Linked DNA regions of Mus musculus: regions 2, 3, 4 and 5 are each linked to region 1. A link is a contact called in public Hi-C and promoter capture Hi-C data. All regions are on one chromosome and are shown on one strand. Each heading gives the region's core, a stretch centred on a gene start, on an enhancer-like site or on the middle of the called end of the contact. The rest is flanking DNA. Distances are from core to core; before and after follow the strand shown.

The links. Promoter capture Hi-C pulls out the DNA fragments that hold promoters and counts their contacts. Hi-C and Micro-C count contacts between places; a contact is called where the count stands out from the background.
Region 2: a promoter capture Hi-C map of pre-B cells shows a contact between it and region 1, with 4 times the contacts expected there. The contact joins the promoter of Arl5b here to the promoter of Otud1 in region 1. A contact is called at or near these places in 3 of 39 promoter capture datasets (cranial neural crest, liver and pre-B cells) and 3 of 484 Hi-C or Micro-C datasets (CD4 T cells, muscle stem cells and olfactory sensory neurons).
Region 3: a Hi-C map of uterus shows a contact between it and region 1, with 7 times the contacts expected there. The contact joins the promoter of Yme1l1 here to the promoter of Otud1 in region 1. A contact is called at or near these places in 1 of 39 promoter capture datasets (pre-B cells) and 1 of 484 Hi-C or Micro-C datasets (uterus).
Region 4: a promoter capture Hi-C map of cranial neural crest shows a contact between it and region 1. The contact joins the promoter of Abi1 here to the promoter of Otud1 in region 1.
Region 5: a promoter capture Hi-C map of pre-B cells shows a contact between it and region 1. The contact joins the promoter of Apbb1ip here to the promoter of Otud1 in region 1. A contact is called at or near these places in 1 of 39 promoter capture datasets (pre-B cells) and 1 of 484 Hi-C or Micro-C datasets (B cells).

Annotation. Positions count from the first base shown.
Region 1 is chr2:19,655,508-19,661,362 of GRCm38.p6, forward strand. Otud1 (OTU domain containing 1) reads left to right here and starts at 2,224. Exons shown (of 1, transcript NM_027715.2): 1 at 2,224-5,772. The coding sequence starts at 2,555. The coding sequence ends at 3,919. Gm3230 (predicted gene 3230) reads right to left here and starts at 2,390. Exons shown (of 1, transcript NR_033642.1): 1 at 299-2,390.
Region 2 is chr2:15,052,098-15,057,952 of GRCm38.p6, forward strand. It overlaps Arl5b (ADP-ribosylation factor-like 5B), which reads left to right and starts at 3,223. Exons shown (of 6, transcript NM_029466.5): 1 at 3,223-3,477. The coding sequence starts at 3,432. It also overlaps a transcript of Nsun6 not described here.
Region 3 is chr2:23,153,130-23,158,984 of GRCm38.p6, forward strand. It overlaps Yme1l1 (YME1-like 1 (S. cerevisiae)), which reads left to right and starts at 3,376. Exons shown (of 19, transcript NM_013771.5): 1 at 3,376-3,602. The coding sequence starts at 3,570. Mastl (microtubule associated serine/threonine kinase-like) reads right to left here and starts at 2,895. Exons shown (of 12, transcript NM_025979.4): 1 at 2,550-2,895. The coding sequence starts at 2,732.
Region 4 is chr2:23,037,816-23,043,670 of GRCm38.p6, forward strand. It overlaps Abi1 (abl-interactor 1), which reads right to left and starts at 2,426. Exons shown (of 11, transcript NM_001077190.3): 1 at 2,134-2,426. The coding sequence starts at 2,250.
Region 5 is chr2:22,771,953-22,777,807 of GRCm38.p6, forward strand. Apbb1ip (amyloid beta (A4) precursor protein-binding, family B, member 1 interacting protein) reads left to right here and starts at 2,375. Exons shown (of 14, transcript NM_019456.2): 1 at 2,375-2,569.

The DNA.
Region 1 (5,855 bases), core at 974-3,473:
AGTAAGTTTCCTCAGTTCCACTGCATGGCTAGTACTGTGCTAGACAATAACAGGAAAGCAAAACAAGATGGCGTTTCACTCAAGCATTAGGAATCCAGAACTTCAGAGCACACCTTCCCAACACCTACAAAGGGAAGTACCTCTTTCTGACTTAAATTACCAGGCAAAAGGTAGATATTTTGTTAAAGAACATTAAGACAAAGCTACTTTCTCCTGGTCAAAAGAATAGAATCCGAGCATTCTGTGCTCAGCCCAGGATGGAGGTACTATAGATTTAAGCTATGTAATGGAGAACGAGGAGGATAATAATTCATTTAATAAGATAATATACATTCCCTTCCCAGAAGACCTTGCCCACCTTGTGGCCACTGGCCTTCTCTGGAAAACAGCCCTGTGGTCTGGCCTGCCTTCTCTTCTGAGCTCTCATTCAGAAAAGGGTCATTTCCTCTTTTGCATTGTTTGCTTGAAGATACCAGGCATGCTTTTATGGACATTCTGTGCCGTTTTACTTTTCTCTAAAGCTACTATTACTAGAATTATGGGTTACAAACTGTGTTCCAACTCAAGTTCGGCCATCCTTCTTCAGTAAGGCAGCTAAAAGTGCCAAATTAATGAAGGAAAAGAAAGCCACAAGAAAAAGAAAAGGAGATTTATTCAATGTGGCCACATCGGAAAGTGGGACACAGAGATCTTACTAATCCACAAATTCTGCCTTGGAGTTGGGTTTCCTGAGGATGAGGTTCAAATACAAAACAAAAGCTCTGCCTAACTAAACACTGGCAAATGTGGTCCCCAATCCATTCCTTTCTCAGCTCCAAATCTCTCCTGAAAGGTCATTTCCAGAAGATAAGTTTCTTCTCTGGATGTCCCCAGGGATTCAGCCGGTTTTTTTTTTTTTTTCCCTCCCAGCAGGAGATAGATCCCTAGGAGGAATTCTAATGTGTGTGCAGGCATATGTGCCTATCAGTGTACGGAGGCGGGGTGGGGGTGGGGGGAGAGGTGTCCATTTTTTTTTTTCCCAATGGGGTAAATAACAGGGTTAGTATATCTGTTTAGTATACACCCATTCCAGTCTTGATAGGCGGGTTACACCAACCCTTCCCTGAGCAACCGCTGGCCAAACTCCATTGCTGAACCTGCTGGCCTGCCTTTTCCAGTCCTAACTTAAAAGGGCATGGCTTTTTTTTCTTTTTTTCTTTTTTTCTTTTTTTTCCCCCCCTTCCCTTCTCTGGCCACCTGCCAAGATTAGCAGATTGCCTACCCTCTCAAACTCTAGTAAAATTGCCCCCCCCCCGAGCTTCCTTTTGAACATTTTAAATTTATTTGATTAAGGAGACTAAGAACCCCCAACGAGAGACCCTAGTAACAAGCATAAATTATGTTCCAAGCAGAATGGTGGCGCGCAGGTAGTACAACCTGCAGGCTGTTTTTCCATACCAAGAAGTAGTCTCCAATTCAATCTGTATATCTGGAAACTAAATTTAAAATTGGATTGAAACTCAGAATAAGGCAAAAGCTACTGTTACTGCAAGTAGGTACCAATTTGATAACACTCTGGCTTTCCGTTGCAGAGGAAGCACAGTTCAGTCTGTTATTTCATTTTGCTGTGCTGTTCCAGAAAACAGGTTGTGTGCCTCTTGCCTCAAAGTTTAACAGTCGCGATCTACTTTCAAAAGGCTTTAAGGCGGCATGTTATTTGGTATTCCAAGGAAGGCTGTTGAAAAGCCTTCCTTTCGCCCTTGCATTTCCTAGGTGACTTAAGTTAGCAGTGCAGGAACGTCTATTTTTGCTTAGCGGGGCAGCAAGACCGTGTAGACCAGACCCAAACACGTTAACTGGAGGAAACGACTCAAGAAGTTGAATGCCATTGGCCCTGAAGGTAGAGCTCAGTCCCTAGTCCGGAAGTGTTTTAGAAAAACGTTATTCCAACCTATTTGTTTGCCCCAGCAACGCTGGTCCCGCCACAGCGTCACACAGCAGGACAGCCGCATAGCCCACAGATCTGCTTCCCAGGTACCAGGCAGCCAGCAACCGTAGTCAGGTTGGGAGCGCACTCAATGCGCATGTCCGTAGTCCAGCCCCCGCCTCGCCCTCCCCGGCCACGCCCATGAGGTCTCCGCTGGAGGGCGGGGCCGCCCCGCTTGAATGGGGCGCGCATTCCTGTGGGACCACGTGACGCGGCCGCGCGGCCTGAGGTAAACAAGCGCGGCCCCGCCTCCTACCATCCGCGCGCTGCACTCCTGCTTGCGGGCGGGCGGCGCTCGTCTGAGCGGGCAGCTCCTCCAACCGTCCCCAGCGGCCGGCGCGGGGCACAGCTGCGCCAGCGTCCTACGCCCGAGTCCCCGGCCGAGCGCGCGCCCTCCGGTGCCCTCGGACCGCCCGCGCGCTGTGGCGCAGCACGAATTGGGTCGCGGCCCGGGCGCTATTCGCGGCTCCTGACGCGGCGGCCCGCGGCGCTGAGCTCAGCGCTATTCTCGGGCTCCGGGGCACTGCGCCCGAGGGTGTGTCTCCAAGCCGGGCTCGCAGCTATAAGGGGCCGCGGGCGGCCGCGGCCATGCAGCTCTACAGCAGCGTGTGCACCCATTACCCTGCGGGCACGCCGGGGCCCACGGCCGCCGCCCCGCCTGCCACCGCCGCCGCCGCCTTCAAGGTCTCCTTGCAGTCAGCCAGCCCCGCCGCCGCGGCCCCGGAGCCGGATACCGGAGAGCGCCCACCCGCCGCGGCCACCGAACCACGCGAAGCCGCCGCCGCCGCTGCCATGCCCGCCTTCTCTGCCTGCTTCGAGCGGTCCGGGTCCGCCGCCGCCCCGCCGGGCGCGTGCAGCAAGCCGCCGCTGCCGCCGCACTTCACGTCCACGGCGCACATCGCCGTGCGGGCCCTGGGCGCCGAGCGCCTCCTGCTGCCGCCACCCTCAGCCCCCTCGCCGCCGCGTCGCGGTTCCTCTGCCTGGCTGCTGGAAGAGCTGCTCCGGCCCGACGAGCCCGCGGCCCCGAACGCCGTCCGCGACGCTCCGGACAGGAACTTCCGACTGAGCGAGCACCGCCAGGCCCTGGCAGCCTCCCAGCACCGGGCCCCTGCACCGGCCCCCGTCGGCCCGGAGCCCGGCGCCGGCCCGGGCTCCGGCCCGTGGGGTGAAGAGCGCCGGGCGGAGCGCAGTTCCCGGGGTTGGGACCGGGCGAGCGGTCGCAGCGACGCCTCCGGGTCTGACGCGCTCCGACGGCAAGATCCCGAAGCCGAGGCTCACCCGGTTCCGGCACCCGCTCGGAGCAGCGGCGAGCCGGCCCAGAACGGCGAAGGCGAAGCCGTAGGCACGTCCCGGGCGGATCCCAGGGACGAGAAGCTAGCCCTGTACCTGGCCGAGGTGGAGAGGCAGGACAAGTACCTGAGGCAGAGAAACAAGTACCGATTCCACATCATCCCCGACGGCAACTGCCTCTACCGAGCTGTCAGCAAGACTGTGTACGGGGACCAGAGCCTGCACCGGGAGCTGAGGGAGCAGACCGTGCACTACATCGCGGACCACCTGGACCACTTCAGCCCACTCATTGAGGGCGACGTGGGGGAGTTTATTATCGCTGCTGCCCAAGATGGGGCGTGGGCCGGATATCCCGAATTGCTGGCCATGGGGCAGATGCTGAATGTGAATATACACTTAACTACTGGAGGGAGGCTGGAGAGCCCCACCGTGTCTACCATGATCCACTATCTGGGCCCAGAGGATTCTCTACGGCCCAGTATTTGGCTCAGTTGGCTCAGCAATGGACACTATGATGCTGTTTTTGACCACTCCTATCCTAACCCAGAGTATGACAATTGGTGCAAGCAAACCCAGATACAGAAAAAACGCGATGAAGAACTTGCCAAGTCCATGGCCATATCCCTGTCCAAAATGTATATTGAACAAAATGCATGCTCTTGAAAAGTCTGAGGACCTGACAAGTTGGGGGAAATGGCGCGTGTCAGTTGTGTTGGGAGAACCACACGAACTCTAATTAGGGTAATGGCACTTTTCACTTTCCTAGTAGACTGACTTTAGGTGTAATGCCTTAATCAGTTTTTGAATGTCCTCTCAGAGCCGCAGGTTGCTGGGCACCTGAATGATGTTTCCTGATAGCTTTGGGTGAGCCTACTGCTATTTAAAATTTGCTGTATAAAGTGAGTGCTACTTAATTTGCAAGCTGATGTCTCACGGTATGAATTTGTTCATTCCTGGTAGTCTATTTTCTATAAAAATGTATTTTTGCACATTTTTAAAAATGGGTGTACTTTCATCTATTGCCTTGTTCCAATTTCGAGAAATGGCTTTTAAGCAGAATCCAGAGAAGTGCTTTCTATGAAGTTTATTTCAGTTTGTGATTTAGTAACTAGTTTATTGTTGGAATATTTCACAATTCTTAATTATTTCAAATGGATATTGACACATTATGTTACCAGATGATTAGCCCATTCCATTTTGATGAAAAAAACCTATTGGGGAGGGGGGGAGAGAAGATGTTATTTTTTTAAGAAATGGTTCATTTTGAAGAAGTTAAGGAAGGGATAGCTTTGGGACGATTTTTTTTTTTTTAATGACAGTACCAGGCCTTACTTGAAGTCTGCTATTTGCTGACGGCAGAATGATAATTCTGTACTCTTATGTTTATAGAGTAGATTGGTGTTCTCGATTGTGTTCGTTTTATTCATCAACTTAGGAAAGGCTTTTATGAACTTTTGTGAGAAGGTCAGCCTCCTGCATTATACAGCTTCTTGATTTCAACACTGTTTTTAGCAGGAAGCTTTTGTCTTAATATTCTGTCGTTTTAAAGTTCTTCCAAAAGGCAAAATAGAATTCACTTTGTATTATGTAAAAATGTAAGCCACTTGTATGGTTTGCTGGGTCAAACAGTGTTTCCACCCCACCCCCCATCAAAAAAAAATCCATGTTGCCACTTTAACTACTTTTAGTGTATTTATTAGGTAATGCAGTTTGTACTTTTTTATTTTGTAACATTTTGTGATTTTTTTTGTACAATAATTATTTGTACAATGTAGCAGTTCTCAGCTGATGGAATGAATGAATAAAATGTATACTTTTACATCTTTCTGGGTAGAGTGGTTTTTAAGTAGCCAAATCTCTTAAGAACTTTTTTTAAATGTACACATTTTTTTCAAGTGTAAATATGTCCCAGAATCCTGAGAGGTTTGTCAAATTCTCACATGAATGGGAAGTCTAGTCATATTAAAGGGTAAGTCTCAATGAAATATAATTGAAAGGTGAAATGGCTAAAGAAATTGCTCTTATTATTTCTAATTATAATTCTATCAAATTTTATCTGTGCCTATTGACTAATGAACAAGGGAGTGTAATTTGACAGCCCAAGTCTAATTAAATGTTATACTTTGTGACCCATTCTTTTGGGGTAGACTTTTCTGTATTAAAGAGTTGCCAAAGTGGTGTCCAGAATTTACCTAATCTGGTTGTCATGGCAATGAGAATCTACTTTAAAATGTGCTAACCAGATTTAGTTCTAAAATGCATTTTATGTTATATATGTGCCCCCTTCAGAAATCACAATTCCCACTAGGTGGGGCATTTGGAAAGAGATTAAATCCTGAGGGCTCTGGCCTCTTAAATAAGCCCCATGAAAGGGCTGGAAGATTTAGCTTTAGGCCTTTTTTGGACCTATGCAGTTCATGGATGCCTGGAATCTGTAAGTAACTGACCTTTATCAAACATGGCAGTTTCTTGGACTTCACAGCCTCTAAAAGGGAATAAATTTCTTTTATACTTAACCCAGTTTCAAGTGTTTTTTTTTCTAGCAACACAAAGAAGTGAATACTGGATTAAAAGACCACACCAATCTGTGTATATAATG
Region 2 (5,855 bases), core at 1,973-4,472, 4.6 Mb before region 1:
GCCAGAATTAAGCACACAAACGTTTGGACTGATTCATCATTAGTTCTATAAATTATAATCCACACCTTACTGGGATTTCCTCATTTCTCCTGCTGCTATTATGAAACACTAAGGACTAAACTCCCTGCAAGCCAGACCTCTCTGAAGACTTAGCAGTCCAGCTACTACAAGCCTAAATACCAGCTCTTTGGTCCTGAATGTGTACTTAACATTTGAGAAAGAAACAAAACAGTAAAGATTCTGAAAATAAAATGCTTTTAACTTTAGAATATGGGGCTTATCAGGTTGTTGAGTGAGTAACTTCTTAATTGTTAAGAATTTTACTAGAGATCTAGACTGCTGTGGTTCATATTCCAGTTCTTGCAGCCATGGGCAAATTATTAAAGTTCTTATATTTCATTTTTCGGATCCATTAAGTGGATATAATATTTCATACTTTATAGTGTTACTACAGACCAAACAAATTACATGAACTGACTTAAAGAGTGTAGGAAAAGGGCAACCTTCACTACGTGTTAAGATATGTTTATACCCATGTTGGAGGAATGGTTGTCAAGAGTCTTCACTCTGCAAGGAAGAACTAAGTGACCCAAATTCAAACAGATCAGGAGTTAACTCGTCTATGTAAGGGAGGAGTGCAGATTTCCGGGTTTTTAATGGGAGGTTATATAAATGTGTAATAGGCCTCGCCCTAAGTACAAGATTGTAACAAAAGGCAGGGTACATTGTTTATAAAGAGGAGAGGACCATGAGCATCGCACAAAATGGGTCAGCTTCAAAACCATCCTACAAAGGGTATTTTACAAACCACTGTGCCTTTCCTGGATCCAGGAAGACAGTAAGCATGTCTCCAAATGATAAGCACAAGGTGACAGCTTCCAAGCACCTGTTGGGAGACTCACTGGAGAAAACTCTGGGGAGGCTTGCTATGGTGATCCCAGAAGTACAGAGGAGAGAAAAAAGCCACACTGCTCACATATGAGCAGAGTCATAAACTTAAAGATATTTTGGTCTAGCAAAAATTATGAAGCTCAAGGTATTGTGTAACCTCTGTGAATTTTAAAACAACTTCATCAGAAATTTATCAATACATTCTTTTCTACTTTCAAGAATGATATTAAATTGTTTTCAACAATTAATCATCTACAGCATCTAAAAGTGTCTAATAGGATATTCCTGAATGAAATTATATTGATTTCTTCGACCATATGGCAGAAAAGAACTTCCGTATGGGCACTCAATCAACCCTGGTTCATCTGGAAATCAGCAAACTGGATTAAAATTGTAATTGACATGAAAATGTTTGATGTTTTTGAAGAGTGGCTTTTTTTCCTGAGCTGGCAGAACACACAGTTTCTTGAACTCTCTTTTTTTCAAGGCCTGTACAAACTGATCTAACTTAACTGATTAATAAGTTGAACTCAATGCCAAATATATCAAGTTTTTCCAAGTATCACCTGGTCAGTTTACATTGGTTCCTCCTAATCTATATAATTTTCCTTTTTTTAGGCCTTGTAAGTTAACATTTTACTTCCTTGAAACTTCAGTTTATTTTATACTAATTTAGTACTTATATTTTGTTGGAGACATTTTAATGGGATTCTACTTCACTGAAAGTTGTCATTTCATAATATTTTCACGAAGTTATTCTTATCTCATGAACTCAAACTATATTCATTTTCAAGTGGCACCATGATACACATCAATATTACCTCTTGTATACCAAAGGCAACACTGAAATTAGTCTCAACAAAACCTTAAAGGGATATTTAAAGAAAAAGTATTTAGTTTTTGAGCTACATTTAAGACGCTTATGCTCAGATTTTTCTATTTTCATTACATTTCTGACAAGCATTACATATATATGTATATATAATGTATTATATATATACATACATATATAGTCAATACACATGTACAGTATAAACAAGTTCCATTTTTTCCTAACATCAGTACATGCATCAGCATTTATTAGTTTAGGCAATATTCAACTGTATTTGTGAGCATCTATCATTTGTTTCAGTCAGAGTAAGTTTCTTTTCCTTCAGGTTAGCAAAACTTTCAAATTTCTAAATTCTAACCTGAAAAGGGCGTTAGAGAATCTTAAGTCGGCTTTTTAATAATGAGGCCAAAAGTAGAAATGATAAGTTTGCGCAACCACAAACTCATTCAAATTTGTAGTCCAACGGATGATCATTAAAGCTATGTTTGAACAGGATCAGTACAACTTTTCCTCTGTAGGAGAGGCTGGAGCTATGGTTTAGTATCAAGAAGTTGTTGTGATCTTGTACCCGAGTTTTCAAGTCTTCACTGTCCTTTGAAGTGTAGCACTAGCAGGGCATCTTTTTTTTGTTTGTTTTGTTTTTCGAGACAGGGTTTCTCTGTGTAGCCCTGGCTGTCCTGGAACTCACTCTGTAGAACAGGCTGGCCTTGAATTCAAGAAATCCGCGTGCTTCTGCCTCCCGAGTGCTGGGATTAAAGGTGTGCGCCACCACGCCCGGCCACTAGCAGGGCATCTTAAGCTATACTCATTTGTTTTATTTGGAATAGGTCATGGGACAGTTTACCTTGTTACAAGGTCAGGCTGGCAGGCTTCTTCTCTGGTTATGTGGGGCCCGCCAGGTGGCCTCAAGGACTAGTCTGGCCTATGAAGTTTCCAGTTTCAACTGGTAAGGATTTTGAGATTAACTACCACACCTAACGCTTGGCCAAACTGATGGCACTTTGATTTTAGAAACTTAACTGGACCCTGGCTACAGGCATTCCAGCACGCACGTCCCTATCAATTCCATTCAGAATTAAGAATCACGCTAGAATCCCAACACTGGGACAGGAACGGAAACCCACTCCTCCGCTTCAGTCAGAGGACCGCGCCAGCTGAGGTTCCTCAGGCGGTCAGCAGCGAGGGACGCGGTGGCCAGGCCTCGGGGATGACCGCTGCTCTGGACCTCAGTCCGCGTTTCTTCAGAGTGGCAGGAGAGGGAGCGCGCGCCGAGGAAATCCCCAGATCGGCCACACCCCGCCTCCGCAGACGCCAAGCCCGCCCACCATCCGCACACCGGAAGTGTACAGGGAGGACCCGCCACGTCCCAGGCGCCCGCTGACGTCAGCGCGCCGACGTCACGTGCCGACCTTCCGGCGATGGGTGGTCCCGGGCGTAGGTGGGGAGGCGGGGCGGGGGCGGGGCTCGTGGCCAGCCCAGGCTGTGCAGGGTAGGTGGGCGCAGACCGAGCGACTACGGGTCGGGGCTGGGCTCAGCGCGCTGCGAACAAAGGAGTCTGCGGCGGTTCCCGGCTCCGCGGAGGACCAAAGCTTCGCTGGACTCTTGAGGCTCCGCGGCTCCGGATCGGCTTCCCCTCGGTTCCACCGCGGGCGCCGCGGCACCTGCCGCCGAGTGCTGCCCAGGAAGTCTGTCCCGTCCGGGGCTCATGATGGGGCTGATCTTCGCTAAACTGTGGAGCCTTTTTTGTAACCAAGGTGAGGCCGGCGGGAGGGTGGACGCGGCGCTGGCAAGTCCAGATTGAGATCTGGATAGGGTTCGGGGTAGAACTCGGATCTGGGGACCCGGAGCCCGGGCAGGGGACGCACCCGATGGCCAGGAATCCCACGCGTGTGCAGCTTTTAGCCAACCAAGGTGAAAACATATTCCTGCAATCTGTTTGCGGGCCTTTCCGGTCTCAGCGAACCATCTTTTAGGTCTGATTAGCCCCAAGAAAGTGTCTCCCCGAGAACCCAAAACTTTCCGTTTGTTTAACACGAAACAGGAGTTTTGCACTGTTTACCTTCCTCTTGTCTATGCCAATGCACCTTCACGTTGTCTGACTTGGCTCTGATTTCTGTTCGTCAAGACTTAGAATGAGTGAGTATTCAGGTGCACGGGTTTCTGAAATTTTTACACATACACACAGCTTCCCCTCCTCCCCGTAGGCGTGAAAAAAAAAATCTAAATGCTCTCGGTTATGTGTAAGATGTTACGTGGCCGTAATTATTCTAGAACAGGTCATGAATTACCTAGAAGTTGTAAAACCTGTTCCGAGGCAGAATAAGCAATGCTGTCTTGAGAAGAGTCACTACTAGACAGAAAGGGGTCCAATGATAAAGTCTTCGTCTTTCTTGTAACAGAATGGTTTCTGAGTATTAAGACCAAATTTTGTTCCCATTTGTTTCATTTTGTAGGGCATGATTTATAAACTACTTTTGTTTTTATGAAGGTACCAAGTCTTTGCCATTATTAAGGTCCTTTGTTTTGTGGATTTAAACCGTGAAATCATTTTGAATGGCATTAATTCACTTGTTCTGAACGCTGATTTTTAAAAAGCCCCTTTCAAGCTTATGAATACATGCAAGCACACTGGCACATGTGTGTGTATGCAAGTACCACAGATAAATACTCCCTTTTAAGTGACTTTGGAGTGTCCAAACTGAAGCTCCCGGCGATGTTTCTCAGTAATGTCATGCACTATTTTTCAGCAACTTAACATTTTCTAATGATTGTAAAAGTACTATGTCAAGAACAATTTCAACATATAATTAAATATATATTGATTACACAATTAAATTTGTGTAAATAAAAATGAATTACGCAATATTACCTTTTATCAACCCCCCCCCCCCCACACACACACCTTAGCAATAAAAATGATCAGAGTGTTGGTTCTCCCTTTATAGTAGGTTATTGCTGCTATCCCTGTTCATTAGAGGATTCCGTATTCAGACTGGAATGGGGCTGGGGAGATGAAAAGGGCAGTCATTGAAGATGATGGAAGCCTTCATGTGCCCTGTGCCTGCCTTTACATAATTGTTTGGTTTTTCTAGAGCCATCTTAGAATTTCTTTATCTTTCCTGCTGAAATGTAGAGACAGGTGCTTGTATCACTGTGTTCTCTGTGCTCATGATTAATTTCTTCTAGTGGGAAAACCAGTCCTTCAGATTAGACCCAGTTAGCTACAGAGATCCAGAACAGAATCTGTGCTCATAGAACACTCAAGAGTTAGTGTAGGAAATTGTTTGCCGAAATGTGCAGACATTTGTAAGTGTGGACTGATGGTGCCAGGGAGTGATCCTTCTCAGGTGGTTTGCAGAAGCCTTTCAGGGTAAGGTGTACACAGACTCAATGAGGAATAGGAGTTTGGGTTGAATGTAGACAGAGTAGAATCCGGCATATTGGTGTAGGCAGATGAACTGCTGCTTGAAAAGAGGTACGTTGGATACACTTAAAGAAATTGAACATGGTTTAATTACTGTTTGTTTGATGAGATTGCAGAAGTAACCAGGAAATTAGATCACCAAGGGTCTTTCTTACATGCTGACCAAGGCAGTAAGCAGTAGGGACCCATGAAGGGTTTGGTCATTAGGTATTTTCCTGATGGGGAATAATGAGATCGGACTCATACAATAGTCTGGAATTTTTGTTTTCTGTAGCAACAAATTAAGTACCAGTGTTGGCATCTTTCTCACCATTGCTCATTTCAGTTATTCAATGGTGCCCAGGTAGAGTTAGCATTGGAATAATATGTCCAAGTCTTCACTCTACCTGTTAAGTGAGAGTGAGGTGGTCTGGAAGCCAGTGGGGTGATGGTTGTCAGAGAACTGACAGCAACCTACAGGCTCTTTCCCTTATCTGTCATTCAGTATGTCCTCACTCTTGCCTCAGTTTTTTAAAGAGCTCTAAGCATCCTTTTATGTGTGATATCTTCCTGGGGATAAGTTACAAAGCTCTGCATTGTCTAATGGAACTTTGTAGTCTTTCATTTTGTAATAGAAGGCTGATAAATTATCACAGGTGGAGCTAACCTATGGTTGTCCGTGTGTTCTTTTTTTTGTTTTTGTTCTTGTTGTTTTTTTTTGTTTTTGTT
Region 3 (5,855 bases), core at 2,126-4,625, 3.5 Mb after region 1:
TTTTAGCTTTACCTCCTTTCCTTATGAAAACCAAGGGAAAGACTAGGGATGTAGATCAGCGGTAGACCACTAACCTAACAGCGGTAAAGCCCCAGGTCTCTCTCTCCCAGCAATGAAGAGAGATTAACAAATCAAGCCAACAACATGATTCTACCTATCATCTCACTGGCAGAAGCTCTATGAAGCTTATGAGGTGGTACCATGCCAAGGTACCCAAAATATTTTCAGGAGAGATTAACTGGTGTTTTCGTATCAATAATTAATGACTGCTTGAGGTGTTAAGAGAAGGAAAAGCAAATATCTCAGCAACATACAAAGTAACAATTTCAGTGAGTTGAGTTTGGAAAATCAGAGAAGGTTTCCCGGGAATTAAGTAAACCTCAAAACAAAACAATGGCTGAAAAGCCTAGAAAGGTAGAACAAAAGCAGTTAAGAAGGAAGCAGGATAAACTTAAGTCCTGAGGTGTGGAAATAAGTCATGGCTTTGAGGGACCAGTTAGTTGCCTGGATGTTGCTTTAATATAGGTTAGGTGGAAGATAAAGTAGAGATCAAGGGCCAAAAATTGGGAATCTGACTGAATTTTTAAGGACCCTGGATTTTGGCCTGCAAACTGCAACCTAAAGAATGGATTAAAGTAAAGTTAATGATTCTAGTTAGGAAACTACTCCAACCAACTAAGTACAGAAATTCAAGCCGATGAGCCTCAAACCACCAGGCAAATGAAAAAGGAGGAGGAGGAGGAGGAGGAAGAGGAAGGAGAGGAAGAGGAAGAGAAGAAGAAGAAGACATCAAAGACCATACATTGTATGATTCCATTTATGTGAACTATCCAGAAAAGGCAATCTTGCAGAGATAGAAGGTGAGTTGGTACATAGGGCTTGTTGGTACATGCCTGTAGTCGCTTCACTTAGGGGATGGAGCCATACGTATCAGTAATTTAAGGCTTGTCATGCTCAGTTCCATCATATGTCTGAGGCTATTTGGGACTGTCAAAGAGAGACAGAAAACAGAGAGAAGAGGGATAGTAGTTACCTGCTGACATATTAAGGGAAGAGGTACTGTGAATAGGCAAAAAGGTAATTTTTTGGGCTATGGAACTATTCCTTAAAACTGTTTTTTTTTTTTAAAAAATTCATTTATTTATTATATGTAAGTACACTGTAGCTGTCTTCAGACACTCCAGAAGAGGGCATCAGATTTCGTTTAGGCTGGTTGTGAGCCACCATGTGGTTGCTGGGATTTGAACTCAGGACCTTTGGAAGAGCAGTCGGCGCTCTTAACCACTGAGCCATCTCACCAGCCCCTAAAACTGGTTTTCAATACTATTTAATTTACAAAAGTCATCACTGAACAAGTAAGTGGGGAGAAATCCACTTGTGAATGAAAAAAGCAAAACAAAACAAAAACAAAACATTTTTTTCCAGAGGGACAACAGGAACAAAGGGTATGTGGTGTATTGATGAAATATATAAGGGCAACTCAAGTTTCTAGCCTGAAGGGTAGAGGTGACATTGGTACTATTAAAGGGAAAGAAGCAAAGGAAGAGGTCATTTAGGTAGTCAGGTGAAGGGGCTGCTTATCTTAACTGTGTGCTAGTCTCCAAGCACTGGGTACCAGGAATCTGAGCCAGCCAGTAGCCTCCTTTGTCATGTTTACAATGTAATGTTCTCATTACAAAGTAGTAATGAGAAGCTAGGGTGGACAGAACAATTTTAAGTGAACACTGACTGTTTTTACGATCACATATAGATAAGAAACGCTTGATTTAGGACACATTTCTTTCTACTTGCTCTATAATAAATGAACTTACAGCTTACGTATCACGATGGAAATCTTGAGAAGCAAAAATTTTGGTTTTGCATCACTTGCTCCTGCTTATCAAAGAGCTGGAATTAAAGCATCATCGGAAAGTGACCATTACAAACGTAATCAAAGTACCGAAGTTAATCCAGGTGAAGCTCAAGTTAGTAAAAAAGCAAAACAAACTCACAATCCCGGTGATACTTTAAATAAATAATACTACAATTAAAAACTTTCACAATATAAATTGTGTCACAGAAAATTCGAATATAATGCAGCTTCCTTTTGGTAAGAGTGAGATTTGAACTGTCTACAAACCAATCTTGTTTGTGATAGCAAGATTTCGGCTATTATGTATGTCAAACAAGGAAAACATAACCAACAAGTACTTAAGGCCGTTTTGATTTGAAACATGACTCAGGAGTCATGGGTGTGGCTTCAAGCCTCTGCCTTCAGTCGCAGTTTTCTCATTTGTTAACAATGGCCAGGGCACAGTTGGGTAAGTTTTGCTATTTTCACTGGGTTAATGATTCTCAGTATACAGAGAAGGGCAGGGCAAGGGAAAGGACAGACACCTGCTCACTGCAGTCTGCCTAAACGCCCACAGTCAACAAGCAGGACTGTGCAGGCTTCTGTAAGCCGGGCATTCCAGGCTAGTGGTACAGCAGCTCCAGAGTTTGTTCAACAACTCAAAAGGGAGGTCCGCGAGGGAGGACCATTTAAGACCTTCTCGCTTCTGACTGCCTACCTTCACTGCGTACAACTTGCCGCCTTTCTGTCCCAGGTACACTTTCCCGAATGCACCACGGCTAATGGGCTTCACTATGGTGAACTCCTCAATGGAGGGTGGTCTTGGTACCGGGATCCTACTCACGCACTCCTCTATCGCCGCACCTCCTTCATTCTCCTCACTTGCCGAGGCGGACTCCATTGCTGCACAGCTCGCCCTGCAGCAGCAACTCCCGCCAGCTAGATTCAAAAGGTTTCGCCTACGCCGGACGCCTCCCGTGACGTCACCGCGCGTCTGCGCTCTGCCGGCTCCCTGTAAGCAGGCATCGACGGGTGGGGGCCGGCGGCACTGCTGGGCGCAGTCTGCGGAGCGCTAGGCGGAGCCGGCGGCGCTGCCGGAAGGGGCGCTGGGCGGGGCTCAGCCGCGGATACACGGGCTGTTTTTGTGACGAGGCAGTGCATTCTGGCCAATGAGCAAGGGACTAAGACTTTATGTAGTCTGGTGGGGTCCTTCCGAGTCTCAGTCAAGATCTGCAGTTCTCCCTCCCTCCGCATGAGCTAGAAGCCAGGCCGACTGTTAAGTAAAGCAATGGCTAGGGATGATGTGTGGAAGCTAGCGAAGCCACAGAATGTGGAGAGCCTGGGTGAGCGTTAAGTGCGTTTGACCGCGTACTGAATTCAGAAACAGAGTAGGAGCGACTAGAAGAACATCCAATTTATTGTGGAGGTGGTGATAGGAACCTCGAAAAACCACCCCAAAGTGACAGAGTCCCCGGAAGAGGCGGAGCGCTGACGGGCGGGGGCGGGGTGAACGCGGAGGCTTGCTCCGGAAGCACTGTACCTATGGTCTTCCGGGGCAGATGTCGTCGTAGCAGCTGTCGGGAGGGGAAGCCATTTTTTCGTTTCTGGGAGGAGTAAGGGAGAAACTGGGAGAAAAGCAAAGAGAAATAAAGAGAAAATAAAAGGGCTCAGCCCCTTTCCTCGGAGCTGAAGCTAAGAAGCAGTTTCGGCTGGCCGGTAAGATCTCGAGGGCCCGGAGATGTTCTCCCTGTCGAGCACTGTGCAGCCTCAGGTGAGCCCAGCATTCAGGCGTTTTCCTGCGTCCCTTTTGCGACTTTTCCCCGGATGCTGTAGTAGAATCGGTGTTTCTGAAGCAAAATTAGTGAGGGAAGCGACGAACCCTGTTTGAGTCGCAGGCTGAAAAGGAGATCAGGGGACAGTGCTGAGACTATGACCTGACACTAACCGTGGTGAACATCACATAGCGTATCCACTGGCTTGCACAGAATTTCTGTTGACAATTCAGGGACTGTTTAGGGTTGGACAGTCTGAGATGGGGATTTGTGAAATCTGCGAGAAAGGTAAAGAAGACAGTGTTCTTTCCATCCATCTATTTCTGATTACCCTTTTTTCCTTTCAAGCCGAATTTAGTTCAAACATACTCTAATAATTCGAATAGCATCACAATTTCTTTCTTTCTGGGTAGAATTAACTTGTGCACATTTTTGAATCATTAGATTCTTGCAATTAAATTTTAAACATTTTTTAAAAAATCAGGACCCAAATTATGTTAATTTTTCCTTGTTTCATTAAAATTTGTTTTCTTTTTGGGGGGGAAGGTGTTAACAATGTTTAATTAATTAATTAATTATATTTTATTTTTTGAGGCGAGGTTTCATTGTCTATCTTTGCTGTCCTAGTCCTTATTATGTCCAGGCTGGCCTCCTAAGTGTTGGGATCATGGCTCCCACCACCATCACACCAGATGCACCATCAACTTGTCTTGAGGATTATTCCTTGGGAGGCAGGCAGAGAATCTAGAGATGTTACATAGTGAGACTTGTCTCAAAAGACTGCCCCCCCAAATGTTCGTTACATCTTACTACCTGCCTCTTTTTGTGTTCCTATGGAATTGGTAGACTAATGGAGAAAGGAATTGCTTAGCTGCTACTTAGGCAGCAAGCGAACCAAGCAAATGTAGATTTCTCCTAGTCACTGGAAATAAAGATGAACAATAAACGGATATTTCGCCGGGCGTGGTGGCGCACGCCTTTAATTCCAGCACTTGGGAGGCAGAGGCAGGCGGATCTCTGAGTTCAAGGCCAGCTTGGTCTACAAAGTAAGTTCCAGGACAGTCAGGGCTACACAGAGAAACCCTGTCTCGAAAAACCATAAGTAAATAAATAAATAAATAAACGGGAATTTCAGGCAGACAGAAAAATATAAATATAAAATCCTGTGAGGAACAAAAGTCAGGCCCATGTGGCAAGAACAGAGTGGCTAAAGGGAGGTTGGAGAGAAGCCTTGAGGCAGTTACAGAGTTCGATTCATTTGATTTCTGTGACCAGGTTGTCATTTGGAGGCTTGCTCTGGCTTCTTGTGTGGAGAATATGAAAGGGCAAAAGTGTAAGTGTTGTAGATTTAAGGATGCTGTTGCTCTGACACAGGAAAGGCATTCAGTAATTATGGAAAAGAAATTGCTTTGTCTAGTGTGGCACCTCTAATTCCAGACTTGGTGAGAGGGTCAAGAGGATTAGGATTTGGCAGCCAACCTGTCTCACAAAAATTAAAGTAGAGAAGAAAAGAAGTAATAGAATTTCACTCAGTGTAAGTGGGAGAGATGGTGGAAAGTGATATTTCTGTGTTGGTCAGCTTGATACAAGAAAATGCTGTTTTTTTAGGATGACAGTGTCTGGAGAAGTTTTAGTAATTAAAGATGTCTGATAGAGACTGTTGAATATAATATTAATTTATATGAAGAAAGCATGGTGAATAGTATACCATCATGAGGTAGACAGCATAACATGGTAGAAGAGCAAAAGAACAAGGGGGAAACCCACTCTGGTGGCGTAAAGACTGGATTTCCATGGCTTATATACTTGCTTATTGTGGGTTTTGTACAACCCCATGTAGCACAGAGCAGTTTGTAGTTCTGTGCTATTCTTCCTAGCTAATCGCCTTCCACCTCTTACTGCTGTTATAGTGGAAACTGAATTAAGCATAATTTTTAAAGGGACTCTGCGTTCACAGCAAGAAGTATAACACTGGCTAATTTTAATGTCAGGGGTTGAATTAGTTAAATTATTAGACTTGGTTTATAATCAGAGCCGATTATTTTATTCACTTAACAAAAATGCCTATTTAGCATTCTCTGTATTCACACTTGTCATGGGTTGCAACATAGAATACTAAAGTAGAAAAAATACTTGCCATATGGAGTTTATCTTTTAGTTGGATAATATGCTACAACAAAAGAAATTCTTAATTTTTGTAGTCTTCCTTGTGCCAAGCTTCTGTTGTATTCTTAGAATTTCTTGAGTTATGA
Region 4 (5,855 bases), core at 1,176-3,675, 3.4 Mb after region 1:
GGGTGTTAGATCCCCTGAAGCTGGAGTTAGAGGTAGTTGTAACCTGCCTCATACAAGTGCTGGGAACCAAAGATGCAACAAACCCAAGGTTTTTCATACTAAAATAAATAAAAGATGTACATTTTTTAGTATCTATAAAATACAAGATCACCTTTCTATTTCCACACTATATCCACATTTCTGTATGATTTTGAAATAGGTTTAAACTCACTCATCGTACCTATGTGTATGCATGTGTGTATGTGTGTATGTGTACTGAATGTGTGTTTGGTGCCCACAGGTGTCAGAAGAGGACACGGACCCCCTAGGATAAGGATGGCTGTGAACCACTATGAGGGCGCTGGGAACTGAACCCGAGTCCTCTGCAAAAGCACCAACTGCTCTTAACAGTGGTTAAGGCAGCCCTTCTGCTGCTTAAAATGTGTTTTTAAACAGCCATATAGTTTTCAAAACCAAGTTATACAGAAGACACAGGAAGCATTCAACAAGTTTATGAGTAGATTACCAAAGTCAAAGGCTGGAAACGAGAGTAGGAAGACAAACTCCTTGGAGTACCACTCCAGATAGAATGTTACTAATATGGAAAATGACAAATACTCAGACAAGTCTCAAGACAGCATCTCCTTCTGAAAACAAAATCTACAGGAATCTGCTAGAACAGAAATTAGCCGCTCTTGAAAATGATAATCACATGAAAGGCACTTTAAGAAATACTGCAGGTCCAAAGTACAATATTCCTTATTTTTCAAAGACTGTTCTGGTTTTGCCTTATCAACAAGAAATGAATTTCTATTCTCATTATCTGATACAAAGAATTCCACTACTGTATTTGCTTCTAGTGAAAACTGTTAATTTTTACTCAACCATAGGGACAAGTCAAACTACTACATACAATTCACTTACAATCGCTGATAAACACAAGCAAGCATGGCATAGTAAAAGTGCCAAGAATTTCCTGATAAATTAAGGAGCAATTCTATGTTATGACTTAAAGACTACATAATGTTTGCTAATCTACTTTATTCATATTCTTCTATGTATTAACTCAGTATAGAAAGAAATCTCAGAACATAAGCAACCACGATAACACTACTGCGTTCAAGGCCAACAGTCCAAGAACATTTAGAGGAAGAAAAGTATTTAACAGATTTCCCACTGAATTTCCCTATGAATCATTCGTGCTTTATAATAACGAGTATACATTATGCTAAAGCGGAAGTAAATATGAGGAGGTGGAAGAGGAAAAGCCCAACTTGAAAATCGCCAAGCACGCATTTTTCCTTCAATTAAAAGAATTTTAATATGGATTTTATCACACCCTCAGCAGTCACTCTCCGCACTCGATTAGGAGGTCTGTACAAATGTGACTCGTGACAATTTTTTTAAATAAATAAAAGGCACACCCTCTAGGATGAACTGACATAATCACCCTCACCCCACCCTCCAACGACACACACACACCCCACTTTTCCTTCCCTGCCCATTCCTCTCGCAGCTGTCCCAGTCCTAGGCTCATCACACCGGACATGGGGGCGACAGCGAAGTCTGAGCTCCAAGGAGACCAAGGGAGGCTGCGGGATTTCCAGGGGGACCTCAGCCAGGACCGACCCCAGCCAGGGAAGGCTGTGGGGGGTCTTAGGAACCAACCGCAGCCAAAAGAGGCAAAGCTGAATACAGCCCGACTAAGAAGAGCGGCCTGCAGTGAGCGGAGACCGGGAAGGAAAGACTGCCGGGAGCACGTCCCGGCCTGGGAAGGCTGCAGGAAACAGATCCCTGGCGGGGAAAGCGGCGGGGTTTAGGCGCAGACCTCAGCCAGGGCAGGTGGTGGGGAGCACAGCTGGGCCGGGCAGACGGCGAGAAGCAGAGCTCGGCCGGGGTAGGCTTTAGGGAGCAACGCCCGGGCAGGCTGTGGGGAGCACAGGCGGCCCCGGGCAGGCTGCGGGGAGCGGCATCGGGTCAGCGGCGCCCGCGGCGGCCCTGCTCCTCACCCATTTTCTCAAGGCGGCCACTTCCTGTATCGCCGCGGCGGCCGCCGCTCGGGCTGGGGCGGAGGGTGGCGGAGTAGGGCAGTCCCCACGGCGCCCAGCCTGCCTGTCGTCCCAGCCGCCCCCGCCGGCCGCTCAAGCTCCTCACCTGTATATAGTTGTTTTCACAGTAGTCCGCCACCCGGGTCAGGTTCTGGTAACTCTCTATCAGCGCCCTCTTGCCAGACGGGATCTCCTCCTCTAGTAACATCTGCAGCTCTGCCATTTTCCACCCCTCCGCATCGCTTCCTCTCGCATTAAAGAGACAGAGGAAGCTGAGTCCGCCGGGGACCCGAGCTCCGCACAGACCAGACGCCAACCACCCACCCTCCCTCCGCCGGGTATTGTGGGACTGCACCTCCTCCTCTTCCTCCTTACTCTCCCCGCCTCCTCCCCCCCACCCCCTCCACCCAGGACGCACAGCCGCCACAGGCTCACTTTCTCGCGAGAATCATTTCCCCCATGACAACGGGAGTCCCCCACCCATCCACTATAGCAATGCTTTCTGGGAATTGTAGTTTCTTCCTGGCTAGGCCGCGCATGCGTCTAAGGAACTTCCAAAAACTAGGAAGACTTTAAAAAAACCAATACAGTTTTAAATCTTGAGAGTCTTCTTAAGGCCCCAGAAGATGGCGCCACAAGTTGATCTAGACAACGAAATTTTTCCTATGAGAACATTGAAAATTGGCAGAACTTACTTAGGAAAGTCAGTAAGTCAAAGGCATCCAATCAGATAACGATTAAAAATAGAAATCTGAATCCTGACTTCCTCAATTTTGTAAGAGAGACTTTGCCTTCTTAACTTATGCCCCAATTCATTTAAAACCCTGAAAACTATCAATTCTCAGATGTACATCATGCAGTAGTGCTTGATATTGCAGAAACAAATGAAGCAAGGATAATTTGTACCCTAAAGAATTGAAAGAGGGAGCTGGCGAGATGGCTCAGTGGTTAAGAGCAGTGACTGCTCTTCCAAAGGTCCCGAGTTCAAATCCCAGCAACCACATGGTGGCTCACAACCATCCGTAACGAAATCTGATGCCACTCTTCTGGAGTGTCTGAGGACAGCTACAGTGTACTTACATATAATAAATAAATAAATCTTTAAAAAAAAAAAAAAGAATTGAAAGAAAGCCGGATGGTGGTGGCACACGCCTTTAATCCCAGCATTTGGGAGGCAGAGACAGGGGGATTTCTGAGTTCGAGGCCAGCCTGGTCTACAAAGTGAGTACCAGGACAGCCAGGGCTACACAGAGAAACCCTGTCTTGAAAAACCAGGAGGAGGAGGAGGAGGAGGAGGAGGAGGAGAAACTACAGAAGAAGAGGAAAAAATAAGAAAGAAGGAGGAGGAGGAGGAGGAGTTTTTGTCTTGCATTGTACAAAATTGTTTTGTTCTTATTTCTTATCACTTGCTCTGCAAATGTCTCAAAGGGTCTTTGACAGTATTTCAAGCTGTCATATCACCAGAACTATTAAATTATTTTGAAATAATAGGCTATGAAAAGAGTTGCCTAAATTTAAATATTATTTACAGACCTATATTTCCAGTCCTCTCTGGGACTCACTGAGAATCACAATTTTTGAAGTAACAACAGTACTCAGCAAACTTTTGGAAATTGTTGTTGAAAACAATGACAATAAATATTGACAAAGACATGGGGAATGGCAAATCTTAGACACTGGTACCAGAAATGTAAATTAGTTCAGCCACAATGGAAACCAGGGTGGAAGTTCCTCAAAAAGCTAAAAATAGAGCTAACTAACATATGATTCAGCCCCACCACTTCCTGGTATATGCCCAAAGGACTGTATGTTTACATACCACAGAGATACATGCACATCTGTGTTTATTGCTGTTCTCAACAGCCAAGATCTGGGCCCTCCACAGGTGTTCATCGAGAAGGACTGCATTCGTTACTTTTCTTTGTTTCCTTTTGTTCCTCCCAAATATTAAAACGTTACACGTGTGAGAGTATGTCTGTTTGTGGGTGTGTGCACATGAGTGTAGGTGCCTGCTGAGACTAAACACAGTACATGTCCCTAGAACTAGAGTTATAGGCACTTGTGAGGTACCCAACATGAGGACTCAGAGCTGTTCTCCAGTCCTCTGCAAAAGTAATACATGCACTTAAGCACTGAGCCATCTCTCCTGTCCCCCTTCATTTATTTATATATTATAATTTTAATTAAGATATAACTATATATAATATATAATTTTAAATTATAATAAAATCATAGCATCCCTGCTTTTCTTCCTCCAACTCTCCCTATGTAGCCCCCCATTTTCTCTTTCTCAAAATCATGACCTCTATTTCTTAAATTAGTATGTGTATGTATATGTGTATGTGTATAGCTTCCAAAACATGTAAACCTACCTGCTCAGTCTCTATAATCCATATGTATGTACATTATGTCAAGGCTGACCTTGACATTGGATATCCAGTTCGGGTGCTCTTCCTTGGGAATGACTATTTCTCTTGCTAGCTTCCGATAGCTCTTTGTCAAGGGTTGAGGGTGGATGAGATTTCCTCTTCCTGTTAATAATATCTGTTCCTGTTCTAATTCAGGTCTTGTTTAGATAGCCATGTTGATGAAACTTAGTGGGTGAGGCTTTGTTGTCATTTCTTTTTTTTTTTTAAATATTCTTTTCATTACGTATTTTCCTCAATTACATTTCCAATGCTATCCCAAAAGTCCCCCATACCCTCCCCCCACTCCCCTACCCACCCATTCCCACTTTTTGGCCCTGGCGTTCCCCTGTACTGGGGCATATAAAGTTTGCGTGTCCAATGGGCCTCTCTTTCCAGTGATGGCCGACTAGGCCATCTTTTGATACATATGCAGCTAGAGTCGAGAGCTCCGGGGTACTGGTTAGTTCATAATGTTGTTGCACCTACAGGGTTGCAGATCTCTCTAGCTCCTCCATTGGGGGCCCTGTGATCCATCCAATAGTTGACTGTGAGCATCCACTTATGTGTTTGCTAGGCCCCGGCCTAGTCTCACAAGAGACAGCTATATTAGGGTCCTTTCAGCAAACGCTTGCTAGTGTATGCAATGGTGTCATCGTTTGGAGGCTAATTATGGGATGGATCACTGGATATGGCAGTCTCTAGATGGTCCATCCTTTTGTCTCAGCTCCAAACTTTGTCTCTGTAACTCCTTCCATGGGTGATTGTTTCCAATTCTAAGAAGGGGCAAAGTGTCCACACTTTGGTTGTCATTTCTAGGAGGTGAAATCTCACAGCTAGCTTCGGGTTCCTCTGGCTCTTACAATCTGCCTCTTCTAAAGTGATCTCTCCAGCCAGGGGTGGTGGCGCATGCTTTTAATCCCAGCACTCGGGAGGCAGAGGCAGACAGATTTCTGAGTTCTAGGCCAGCCTGGTCTACACAGAGAAACCCTGTCTCGAAAACAGGGTTATATCAGTTCTGGTTTTCTGTAATGGTCTTCGTATGAGGCAAGGAGAAATTTCCTGCTTGAAGAGTGAGAACTACATTTACCTACAGGCATAGGAAACATATTTAGAGTGTAGTTATGGATTATGCTGGTTTAGTAAAGTGGTGGTTGTAGGTTTTCCTCCAAGATCCATGAGTTCATTAGCCCTGGCTAGTGGGCTGGGATTCCAGTGCCAGGCATGACTTCTCTTTTGATGAGTAAGAATATAATCTGTCTAGAAAGCTGAAGTGGTGTTTCTATGAAAGCAGCCTGGAAAAGAGGTATGTGATGTTTTGCTAGAGCCGATGCTTGAGAGAACGTGTGATGTTTAGAAAGGGTATAAATATAACCTAGCAGACAGTGGACAATGCTGTATGGTATTGGCTCACCTTGCCATC
Region 5 (5,855 bases), core at 1,125-3,624, 3.1 Mb after region 1:
AAAAAATCTCCTTAAGTACTCCAGGCTATACTTGAACATAGAACTCCCCTCTCGCTCCCCACCCCCACCTCTGTAACTCAACTAGTGCTGGGATTAGGGGCTTGAGCCACAAGTTGGGTTCAGCAACCACCATTTACAACCAACCGTTTCATCTGAAGTGTTGCCACAAACCAGTAAGGGTAAAGTTAAGTATAATTCATTCATATTCTTCTTCCTCCCTCTTCCCTCCATCCCTCTCTTCTCTCTCCTCTTCCTCCCACTCAACTGCTTTTCTAAGTGTTCCTTAAACCGTATGATGACTTCTAGAATAAATCAAAGAACGTACCCAGTTGTTATATTCCTACTACTATCTGTCCATTATTATTACAGTACAACCCGAAGTCCTCTGACTGACCACAGGTCCTACTTAATCCGGCTCTTGCTCACATTCTCCCCTCATCCTCTACCTCTGCCTGCCTCTTTCACCCTACTGCAACCCTGACATCTTATCTTTCTGCTCTTGGCTCAACACACCCCATTGATCATCTCTTGGGATGCTTTTCGAGCTTCTGAATGACTGGTCCTTATCATCAGAACTCTCTGACCATCTTTTCTCTTCGGGAGAATCGCTCTCCATCCTGTTGCTTGTTTTTGCTTTCTGTTGCTCTCAATGGCATCCCACCTCACTACATCAGCCTCTACAACCATCTTGTCATCGTGTCCTTCATAACCTCGTCTCTTTTCCATTCTCTTCTCGCCACCCAAGGCCATACTGTTACTAGTTTCCTTGATGTTTTTCCAGGCTCTTCAAGGGCTGTCCTAAATGAAGACTTTAGAGGTATCAACCTTTCTTTCTAGGATATTCTTGTGTAAAACTCCTAACATCATTGGATGGCTCCTTTCATTTAGGTCCGACTCAAATGCTGGTCATAAGGTTGATCTTTTTCCACAACTCCAATTGACATAGAAGCCCTATCAGCATAACCATTACTTTATACCGTCACCTTTTATTCTTTCTCAGCATGTTGACTATGCAGTGTATTAGCTGTTTTCTGTGGAGTAGGGTGTGCCATCCAGCAAAGCAGCAATCCTTTCTGTTACTGCTGTTTATGTTCTTCTTAGACAAACTATATATAGTCTCCCATTGAGTACTGGAACTATCTGAAATTAATTATATGTCTAATTTATATCTTCATGTCTCCACCATTTTGCCTTACAGTGAACCCTTAAAGACACAGCTGTGTAGAGGAAGAGAAATTAACTCAATCATCATTTAAAATCATAATTGATTTTAGTGGCTGTATTTTCAGATCTCCCTAAACACTTTCTCTCAGAGTGAGTCCCAGTCAATCTTGTGATATACAAGCTATGAACAAACAAAATCATAAGAACAAAACCAGAAAGTGATCTTGGTGGCACATGAGAGGCAGGAGGATCTCTATATGTTCGAAGCCAGCCTGATATACATTGTAAGTTCGAGGACAGCCAGTGTGACAATTACACTCTGACTTTAAAAAATAAAGATGTTGGAGGGACCACAGCCCATCATCAGAGTAGTCTCCACTGAGAACAGACACCTGCTGAGCCCTTCCTTTACCTCCACCCAGGGAAAGATCTACTCTGGCACAAAGGCCATCACACTGCACCACTTCTCTGTCCACCCTAACTGGAACGTCCCCTTCTGGGCTGGTCCAGGAAGTCTTAGACAATGGCAGATTGAGGAAGTGCAGCGAGGGTTGAGGTAAAGACATAGAAGGCTGTTGCAAAATAAGCTGGCCCCTTTACCCTTTGTGGAACTTAATAGATTGGGATTGATCCACACGATGTGAAAATAAACGGAAGACAGGCCTCAACAGAAGCAGAGGGTCCTTTTATTAAAACAGTGAAAGGAGGCAGTCTTGGGGGAAGTGGAGGCTGCGCAGATGCTCAGGGAGCTTGACGGTTTTGTGGGGCAGAAAAGGGAACTTACATCTGTTCCGCTCAAGTCTCAAAATTGTAACCAACGTAGGTTGATATTTAGATCTCCTTGGGAACTAACTGCCTGCAGGTGTTACTGACTGGTGAACTCTCTTGTAGGGAGTTTCTCAGCTAATCTGAGACTTTTAGTCCTGAGCACCCCTTGAGCACTAACCCTTCAGACTAGCATCTGGGCGTTAGTCTCAGACTCTTACAAAGAACACAAGACCCACACAGATGAGAGAAGGCTTTCTCTGACCTTAGGGCAGGAAGTGTTTTCTTCCAGGGGTGGACAGGGTTTGGAAAAAACAACCCGAACTTGCTAAACTTGCGGAGCCCTTTAGGCGGGGCTTGGTGTCTGTCTATTCTCCTCCAGGGCTTTGCTAGCTAGCACCTCCGTGCAAAGCCGAGAGTCTGCGCCGCCGGGTGGGCAGGGCTCAAAGCACTTCCTCCTCCCTGAGCCCACGTCCTCGCCTCGAGGCCGGTCCAGCCCAGAGGCGCCAACCACTCATCTCTGCTCATTCCGGTGCACTTAGGCTCAACCCGGCCCATCTCTGGCTCAGCCCCGCGCATCTCTGCACAGCCTCCTCGCATCTCTGCAAGCCCCCCTCGCACCCTCCTCCCAGCAGTCAAGGTAAGCGGCACCCTAGTCCTGCGCACGGGTTTGGGGTACTCAGGCTGCCACACTGCGTGTCCTATGGGGGTGGGGGAGACAACAGTTGTGGCACAGGTCCACGCACCGGCCACGTGAACACGCCCCCCCCCCCTTCCCCTGGCAGCCAGGAAGCTTCAGGTCCCCTGGGCACCTCTTGTGCTCTTGACCTGTGGCTCCCTCTTCTCCCCACTGCGTTTTGTTTTAACAGATTTTCTGCTTAAGAAATGTTACCAGGTCTCAGGGACCCCACATTAAATTGAGCTAATCTTGAAACAAAACATCCCCTGAGGCATTTTAGGGCACCTCACATTAAGTGGTAGTCTGAGGAGACTCATTTGAGAGTCAGAGGACACATAGCTCAAAGTGTTTCCCTTCATTTAAAACTTTAACTGCAGTTCTGCTTTTTGAAGCCTGTCTTTCCCTCTCAGTCTCCTTTTCTTTGTAAAAAATGTGGTAAGGATAAGTTTGAATACCAGACAAGGGTTTCCTAATTTAGTTTGGAGTGAAGATTCAGAAAATGCTTTATATATTGAAAGACAAGAATGCTCTTGTATACCACCACCACCACCACCACCACTGCCACCACCACCGCTAGAACCCCCAGTACAGGCCCCTCGCTCGGACTTTATCACGTGTACCTCTTCATTCCCCTTGGCGATGTATTTCTCAGCTTTCATACCAAGGTGCAGAGTGACATGTGCTCTCCTAGAGCGTCTCAGCATCTCTGTTCAAAGAGTAGTTTTGTGATGGGAACGCCGAGTAAAGGGGAAAACTGAGCAGACAAGAGGCTGTGGGTTTATCCTCCATACCGGCAGTGATATGGTGTGAACAAAAGCAAGTGCGCCAATCTGGGACTCCAAACTGAAACTTCAGAAAAGAAACTTTGGCTTTCATACTAAACCGAGGGTTTTGCCTTCTGGGCCTCCCTAAAATGGGAGCACGTGGGCCTGAAGAGGAATGCTGGCTAGCAAGATAGCAGAAGATAAGAAAAAGAGTCGCTTGTACCCAATGTCCTTCCAGGTGGTGTCTCCTGTCTGATCAGTGAACTCAGAGTCTAGCAAATGTAATGTCATCTTCAAACTATTAGCACTTAACTTGTAAATTCTTATAAATATTTGTGACCTTTCTGGTACTTGGTAGAGATTCCAGTTGTTGCTCTACATCTTTAGGATACTAGCACACAGAGATGAACTTAATTACATTATTTTAACCACACTGGAACTCGGGGATAAATGAGATTATACCACATAAGAATGGAGACACTAACAGTGCTCAGAAGGAATCCGGTGAATCACATGCTGCTTCAATCTTGTATTCAATTCCAGAGGGAAAAGGAGAATGTGCCAACAGACTTTGTTATAAGCTGAAATATAAACACTTTTGATGAGTTTTGTTTCTGAGACATTCCTCTTAAAAAGCAACGTAATTTCTGGTCCTTATGTAAGTTGCCAACATTCCATTGTATTGCATTTCAACAATCCTGAGTTACTAGTTTTTGAGAAATGCAACTTTGAAATGTGTAATTAATTATACATACTCACTGGGCTCTGCAGCATCCACTACATTTTCTTGGAAATTTTATATTCTGAGAGTGTATAGTTCTCCACTATAGTTTCATTGTATGTCACAGATTTTTAAAAAGCTCTAGATATTTTCATATTATATAGTAAGCAATTTATGGACTTCATTGCCATGAATGTGTGAGTTGTGCTACTTTGAATTCTCAAATGGCATTGTTGCTTTTTATTTCTATTTATTTCTAGTCATTTTCTATTTCATTTTACCTATTTTGATAAGTAAGCCTTTTAACAAATCTACAATTCTTTAGAATAAATTCAATTCGTGCTTTGTAGTCTATGAAACTATAACCTTTACAACATTATTGAACATCATAAGTGATCTTAGGTACTTTCAAAATGGAATAATCTAAAATAAATAAGACAAGCATGGACATTATGCACATAATTGGAATGTTATGCAATGTTTTGGATAATTATGTATGTGAGAAAAATTGTATATTGCAGCTAAGTATCTGGATGCCTTTTCTGCCCCTTGGAGATGCTAAATAAATTCTATGTTGTAGGTCTGTGTCTGAACTCTGACATGTGGCATGAGGTTAGATTAAGCCTCAAGACTGAATATTTTTTAATTAACATGATTGATCCTTTCAATATGAAATTTGTGTTTTATATCAATTATCTGGTCCCAAATGATAAGTATCTTAAAAGTTCAAATATTATATGAATTCACTATAAATGAATTATATTGTATGTACATTGTAAATATACATTAAGGGTATTTGGCAAGGAAACTGGTTGTATAGTGATGTATATATGCTTAATAGTTATGTCAGAGAATTAACTTTCAAAGGCATCTTAATATATCTGAAAAAATAGTACTTCCCTAGAGAAAAGAGGAGAGCAACACTAAGACCTGATGCCTCTCCCAGTTCAACAGATGGGAAGGCAGGGCTTGGGGACAGCTGGGGAATAGAAGCTACCACTGCCACCGTTGGGTCCCTACTTCCCAGCCAAATTCTGTCGCTACCATTGAGATTCAAAATGTCTCAAGCCCCAAGACCCAGTTTGTTCCCTGGTTCCAATTTTGAGGCAGTATGGAAGATAAAATACCACACCAAGCCCTTACACTTCTCAGTCCAGACTCAGGAGTTTCAGATCAAGACTACATTTCCTGTGAGCTGACTACAAACCTGAATCACTAAGAACCATGTTATTAAACCTATTTCCTTCTTTCTCTTGAAACTTGGGTTCCCTTTGGATCACCATGTGGCAGTAGTACCTAATTTTTTTTTAAGCAGGTAACAACTTAAACCCCTTATCTAAGTTCTTGAGACCAGAAGTTTCATTTTTTGGATTTTTGAGAAGTGGAGGATAGAATGTTTGCATATACACGAGATATCATGGTAATCATTATGAACATGAGATTCATTTGCTTCATATGCTCTTTATACACAGAGTTGGATAGTACATTATGCAAAGTTGTAAACTTTTCTGTACATGAGAAAGGTTTATATATTTCAGCTAAGGGTGTAAGAAATATTTCCCCCCTTGAGAAGGCTGAATAAGTTCGGTATTCTGTACCTGTATTTTGGACTCTGAACTGTCATATATGGTCTCGTGTGGAATTTTCTGTTTGTGACATCATTACTGGTGCTCCAAAATATGTCAGATTTTGTAAGATCTAAGGTTTGGGGTTTTTAGAGTTAGAGATGTTTCACCAGACCAAGATGGCTTAATTACCATGT